Regions from separate parts of the Drosophila melanogaster genome. Here region 2 is linked to region 1. The links are chromatin contacts, called in public HiChIP or PLAC-seq maps. All regions are on one chromosome and are shown on one strand. Each heading gives the region's core, a stretch centred on a gene start, on an enhancer-like site or on the middle of the called end of the contact. The rest is flanking DNA. Distances are from core to core; before and after follow the strand shown.

Evidence for each region. HiChIP or PLAC-seq counts read pairs in DNA pulled down with a chosen protein or histone mark.
Region 2: a CP190 HiChIP or PLAC-seq map of the Kc167 cell line shows a contact between it and region 1, with 2.5 times the contacts expected there. The contact joins the promoter of Sid here to the promoter of CG9988 in region 1. A contact is called at or near these places in 86 of 107 Hi-C or Micro-C datasets (the Clone 8 cell line, the D17-c3 cell line, the Kc167 cell line and 27 more) and 3 of 6 datasets of contacts at active chromatin or transcription factors (all in the Kc167 cell line).

What each region holds. Positions count from the first base shown.
Region 1 is chr3R:28,634,611-28,638,110 of dm6, forward strand. CG9988 reads left to right here and starts at 1,801. Exons shown (of 3, transcript NM_143368.3): 1 at 1,801-2,270; 2 at 2,331-2,625; 3 at 2,681-3,500. The coding sequence starts at 1,813. CG10011 reads right to left here and starts at 489. Exons shown (of 6, transcript NM_143367.3): 1 at 1-489.
Region 2 is chr3R:28,669,448-28,673,045 of dm6, forward strand. Sid (Stress induced DNase) reads left to right here and starts at 1,257. Exons shown (of 3, transcript NM_143370.2): 1 at 1,257-1,336; 2 at 1,391-1,789; 3 at 1,840-2,574. The coding sequence starts at 1,291. The coding sequence ends at 2,507. It overlaps CG33346, which reads left to right. Exons shown (of 3, transcript NM_206578.2): 2 at 1-291; 3 at 358-1,005. The coding sequence ends at 1,004.

The DNA.
Region 1 (3,500 bases), core at 551-3,050:
TTTGTTCTGGCTTTGCTTTGGTTTTGCTTTTCCTCTGACTCTGCTTTTACTTGGCGATGCAAGCAGCGCGACGTTGCAACATCGTTCACATTTCACATTTCCCCCAGCTGAATGCACTTTTATCTCGCTTTTGTTCCACTTCCTCTCTTGTTTTGACTGCGGCAGATGCGGCTCCGCCTTCTGCTTCTTCTTCTGCCACTGCTTATCCTGTTTGTGCTCCCCCTCCCTCTTGGCCTATCGTCGCGTCTTCTTCACACAGCTATCCTGCGTGGGCAAGGATGTCTTGCTCTGCGTTTTCCCTTCCGTTTCGATTGCAGATCCTTTTCGGAGGAAAGTTTCGATCACGCACATTTAACTCGGTATTTTCACAGCGATTCCGTTCGCGTCCCACACTCGACGCGATTTATTTTTCTCAATTTTTTCGACGGCCCAGCCGCATTTTACCATTTCAAGAACCAATCGAATCGAAACGCGCAGGGTGTTTGCTGCAGTTATAACGAAAATCCCCCAAATGCGCAACTGAATGCCCTAAAAAATCCAGATATTCTCCCGAGCTCAAAATCGCGTTCGCAGAGTATTCACACTACTGCGAGCTATCGATAACCGTTTGCACTGGGCCACTAAGCAAGATGTCACACTTCTTTATTTAGGTTTAAAATGTGTTTCAATATTCTAATTAAATGCAAAGAAAAAGAATAAATATCCCGGGGTGCGATCATTTTATAAATAGTCTCCTGTGTAAGCAGTGCTCTATGGTTGGTGTCGAACTCCGCTAGGCGAAGGGCAACTCGGCTAAGGTGGTTTCATTCGCTGTTTGAAAAAGTTAAGCTAAGTTATTTTGAATCTTATAAATTATAAATTATCTTATCTTAAATTATCTTATAAACAACGACTTTTTTTTCGTATTTGGACATTAATGTTGACAAATTGTAGATTTGTATTAAATGTAGTTCGTAATATTCAGTTTTTTTGTATGTATCTACATTTAAACAGAATTTCCCCAATGTTTCCCGTTTTAGCAATGACACACTCCATATTTTATTTGACTAACCAGGTGTAGGGCTTAAATTCTAGCAGTGATTGTAAAAATTTGTACAGAAGCATATCGCTTAAATCACAGAGTTCTTTGAAAGCGTAGTAAAGATAGTGTAAAATATAAAATATATTCGCTTGTAGTTGACCGAATGTCGTATGGTGATGGTGTCGCCATCTAGGAGTTATTTTTTTTGTTTAAGATGTGGGGGCCCGAATCTTATCATAGATTCCCGTCAGCTTTATCTGCCGATCCACACTCGATCAGCTTGGTGTTACCGTCTGTTGTATGGCGTCACATCCAGGCGACATAGAAGTGCATAGGATGCACAGCAGCAGCCGCCGTCTTAGGAATAACGGAGTAATGATATACTAGATTCGTTGAAAACTAAGTAACACTACATAATCCGACTATATAATCTTTTATAATTTCTATCGGCTTGATAAAAAAAAACTTTTCATAATTTCCATCGGTTTGATAAAAAAAACTTCTTGCCACTCTAACACCAAAAACCTCCCATTTTTCTCATTATATGTAGTCTCCAATATCTATCGATATGCCAGAAAAATAATGAAATGTAGCGTTCTTACTTTCACTGGCAGCATTCACCAATTAATAAATTAACGTTTCCGTACCTTAAAAGTTGTTTTAAAAAATTGAAACATATTTAATTTCCTTAACGGTATAGCGATAAGAGAATATAACGGCTCTCTTAATGGCAAGACATTCCGGATGGTCTGAACAGTTTGTGTGTAGCTATCGTTGGCTGCTAAACAGTCATGATAACCCTATTAAAACCAATTCATAAATGGCTCTGCTTCTGCCTAATTGCAATAATCGTAATTCTCGGCATCAAAACCCAAAATGCAAATACTAAGCCCAGAGTTTCAGAAGTCACAGGATCGGATGACACAAATTCCGACATTCCTCCTGCTGAAGAAGATCGAAATGTACAGGATGTAGTCCGGCCCGCATATTTTGTGGAGTCCGCCAAGTGCAAGATCCCGTATGTTGATCCCTTCGCCTCAGATGCAATGGCCATTTTCCACCCCGAGCATTTTGAGACCTGCTCAAACGAAACCGCCCTGGTTACTCCGATCTATGACATCAGTCGGCAGCGATATGTACTCTTCATCAATGAGTCGTTAGCCTCCATTATTCTCAACTCCAATGGGGGGGAGTACAATTGCTATTATCAGGAGATAACGCGGGACCGTAAGCACGACAGTTATGATAAGTAATATCTTGCTTGATTTGTTGCTTAGAACCAACTCCCTATTAATTTCATACTTTTCAGGATGGAGCGAAAATACTTCTCTCAGAACTACGAGGTGCCGCTCCATGTTGAGGGCCTGATCTTGACCTGCCATCGTCTTGGCAACGAGTCGGATATTTTGCAGAGCGATGCGTATAACCTCATTCAATACAGGCCACCACCCAAAGGACTCTCGCTGAAACCGTCCAAGAGGAAGCCAAGTGTCCTTATGTTCGGCATAGACAGCCTTTCGCGGATCAATTTGCGTAGAACTATGCCGAAGGTCTATAAGTTCCTAACGAGGGACGGGTGGTTCGAGCAGCAAGGATACAATAAGGTGGGTAAAGAAAGCGGGATTTATAAACGAGGACTAAATATTTTATCATGTGCAGATAGGCGACAACACCTTCCCCAATCTGTTGGCCATTTTGACAGGCTACAATCCAGAGTCGGCCATTAAGAAGGTGTGCAACTGGCACGAGGATGGGTGCCTAGATAGGACCCCTTTTATATGGCACTACTTCCGGAATGCCAGCTATCTCACAGCCTATGCTGAGGATGAGGCAGGCATTAATACATTCAACTATTGGAAACCGGGTTTCCTGGAGCAGCCCACCGACTTCTACTTAAGGCCCTTGCAGAAGGCCATTGAATCGGGCCTGAACACCTGGAAATGCAGTGACTGCTCGATGAAGTACTGTATCGGCCGGCGGATCACGAGCAGTTATGCCTACGACATGGCCAGAAATTTTGCCAACCGTTTCGTGGATGAGCGACCCATTTGGGGTCTGTTCTGGTCAAACAGTTTCAGCCACGACAGCTTCCAAATGCCCTCGAAAATGGAGGACTATGTGCTTCAGTACCTGCTGGACTTCGAGGCCGATGGTGTGTTCGATCAGAGTATTATGGTGTTCCTCTCGGATCATGGCTCACGCTATGGCAGACTCATGTCCCTGCCGAGTGGATTCCTGGAAGAGCGTCTTCCCTCGATGTTTATCTATTTGCCGCCTTGGTTCCGGGCTCAGTATCCGGAATACGCCAGGGCCCTTGAGCTGAATCGGAATCGGCTTACATCCAACTACGATCTGCACAACACCCTGAAACACATCATCGAACTGGGCGGCACTCCAGATGGTCAAACATTGCCCAAAGCGGCCGACTGTCCCAAGTGCCAATCCCTTTTTTATCCCGTCGATGAGACAAGGTCGTGTG
Region 2 (3,598 bases), core at 7-2,506, 34 kb after region 1:
ATTAATTGCAACCAAATCAGCAAATAAGTTTGCTGTGCGATGGTAATGCGCAGGTGTTCACCTCCACCTGTCGGAATAATGGCCAGTTCTCTCCACCATTGCCCAGGACGAACTGCTCAAAGGCAATCCCGCCTTCCGTTGTTCCAACTTCGAGTAATATCTGTCCACACACCATGTATTTGGTTGGTTTCAAATACGGAAATACGTTCATGGAGCTCTATCGCAGCTGCTACGACGCGAGAACCATGAAGGCGTATTTCTCCATCAACACGGTCTACCCCACCAATTTAAGTTAGTTCTTATAATACCCTAAGCTTATTTACTCGCTAATTGCAACTATTTTATTACAAAATCCAGAGTCAGATCGGCCGCCAACAGTGTTCGATAAGGATGGGATCATAACTCCTGCAGATGAGGCTACCTTTCAGATGAATAGTATCTACAATCGATTTGAGTATCTTTTTGGATCTGGACAAACATATGTGCCTTCTTCCAGAAGTCTTTCCTTTGATCGTGGTCACCTTACACCGGTTGCCGACTACAGCTTCCCAAAAATCCTAAGACAAACCAACAAGTACTTGAATGTCGTTCCCCAGTACTACAATATTAATCGCAGCAATTGGAAGATAGTTGAGAATTGGGTTCGAGGACAAAAGGATGTGCTAAATGTCTGCACAGGGGCATTGGGTGTTCTTGATTTGTTGAACAGAAGCCAAAAATCTGTTTCGATTTACCTAGCACCGAACAAAAATCCCGTTCCCAGATGGACATACAAAATCATTAGGAGCCTAACCACCGGCATCAAGTACGTGATATTGACCTCCAACAATGGGTGGGAAACCCAACAACCAAACCCAGCATCAGTCTGCAAAGTTACTGCCTGCCCCAGAACTTTGAATCCAACCGGAACTGGATACACCTTCTGCTGTGATCCAATTGACTTTATCAGAAGAAACGTTCCTAATTTGGCAGGTGTGTGCTGGGATAATACCGAAAATGTGTAGAGGTTTCTATTTATCTTCAGTGTATAAACATATTAATGCATTTCAACTTCATTGAAAAAAATAAATGCATCTTTGGAAATACATCGGTTCCAAGCTGATTGACCGACTAATAGGTTATTAATCAGCGATGGCTTATCATTGGGCCGCGTTGAGGAATCTTGGGATTTTCTGAATTAAAGAGATAAGAATAATGACGAATACGATGCTGATAAGAAATGCGTTTGGCTTGACCGCGCTCTGAACGTTTCAGAATTCTTAGTTCGTAAATCAACCTTAAGCTGTGAAGATGCCCGATCTGAAGTATATGTTGACGATTCTAAGCCTGTATTTCTGTGAGTATATATAGAATAAGCTTTATTGTTATCAGAGGTTCAACTGATCTTAAGTTGTAGGAAGTGTTCAAGCGAATTGCTTAATCGACTTGGCTCATTTGAATGCCAATTATGTGTACTTAAGCCAAAATAACGGAGTCTATGATATTCAGCGCAGTGATATTGTGGAAATCCACCAGACGTTGTATCTGCTGTGCAATGGAGGACTTCATCGCACCACATTCCTGTGTCGATATGACAGTGTTTTCAGTCCAGCGCTAAGCTCAGCAGCATGTGCACCACCCGATCCTGTCGTGGTAAAAGTACCAGATACATCTTGTTCCATTCCGAGTGCTACGTTCGCCGTAGGATTTTCCTTCAATGGACGCTTTATGGAACTGTATCGCAATTGTTTTGATGGCTACAGCTTGGCGTTTCAACATTCCATCTACAAGGCTTATCGCTACGTAAACAGTAAGTGGAAAATATTGGTGCAAAAACAGTAGTTAACCTGGTACTATTAGCCGTTCCACGTCCCAATCCCACTTGGCAGTCGGATCAATTAAGTGGTGGATTTGACAATGCCTACGAGGGAAGAGCAACACAAGCTTGTTTGCTCACTAACCTGGGCGCAGTACAGCCGCAGTGTAAATTTGATCGTGGCCACATGACACCGGCTTCTGCATTTATATCCACAGAGCTGAAGAAGTCAACGTTCAGGTATCTAAACGCTATCCCCCAATATCGAGGAGTTAATCGTGGCAAATGGAAGGCCGTTGAGACCTGGGTGAACAATATGGTTAGGGGACTGTATGATAATCCAATCATCAATAATGTACAAATACCGCGTACTTACGATGTCCTTAAGGTTTGCATTGGGGCATTGGGAGTGCATAGACTAAGACATAATACCAATAACAATATGATACCAATTTACCTGTTGGATAATAACAAAATTCCCGTGCCAGAGTGGATGTACAAGATAGTTAGCCATCTCTCCGGAGATAAATGGGTAATGCTGACCTACAACGACGTAAGTCTACCCAATCAGCAGGCATTAAACCAGATCTGCCATGTGATACCCTGTCATCCGGGTCTTAACCTTAATACGAAGGACGTTGGACACACTGTCTGCTGCGATCCGTACCGTTTTATTACCATAAACGCTCCACACTTAACTGGTGTTTGCTAAGGTCAAACTAAATATTTTCTTAGATCTTGAAAATGTGCATATTAAAATAAATATAAAGTGGTATTTGAAAACATTGTTGATTTGTACATCATTTTCGCTTTATTATGACGGCTTATCAGTAACCTGCAACAAACCGCGAAGAAAATTGGAATTCTCAGAATTGCTGCGATAAGGAAACTGTATGCAATTAATTTAATTTTGCAGGGCAATGACCAGAACACATTGAATATAGAATGAACAGAGGGGTTTAAAAAGAACCTACCTCAACCCGGAAACATTGTCTGCCACAGTGATTGCATACTATAACTTTTTATGGTGCTCAACAATTGCTTTATTTAATACATTCACCACTCTTTGTTACGCTATAATATCTTCGGTACATGTTTTAGTTTTGTCATTTTCCGTCTAGATGTCGCACGCGTGCGGTTTTGAATTCTCAATAGTGGGCGCCAAAAAGCATCGACTAGCGCCATCTATTAACAAAAGTACATATAGAAAGAGAAAGGAATAAGAGCGACTGAATAAGCAGCAAACGGAGAGCGAGACAAATATAGGCGTCAAGTGCGCAAAATTCAAACAGGGGAATTTATTTTTAATTTAAAAATATAAGTTATTTTCGTTGACTTAGACTAGAAAATTTGTATGATTACTTAAATATTTTTAGGTATTTAGAATAAAGAGATCCTATAATTTTAAACTATATTTGTAATAATAGTAATAGTAATTGTTAATTGTACTTTAAATTATAAGCCATTAAGTATTTTCCAATTTAACTATTATTTCTTAGCACTTCATTTACACCTTAAGCCATTTGAGGTTGCTTACAAATAAGAGCATTAAATGCACTTTTAAGTGGCCATAAACTATGGTGTCGTTTGGACGGAATTCCACTTCCGATGCATACAACCAACTACCACAGATAATTGTTGCTTTTGGCCAATTTACTTATTGGCTTACTCTACATACTTCGCTGGTGGACGTTGACCATGTTTGAAATTTATACGCACTTTACCCGTCTGTGGCAAAATTTTTCATCTAATTTCATGCACTTGGAAAACCGATTTTCCTCCTGGAAATGTGTTTTTCCCGAC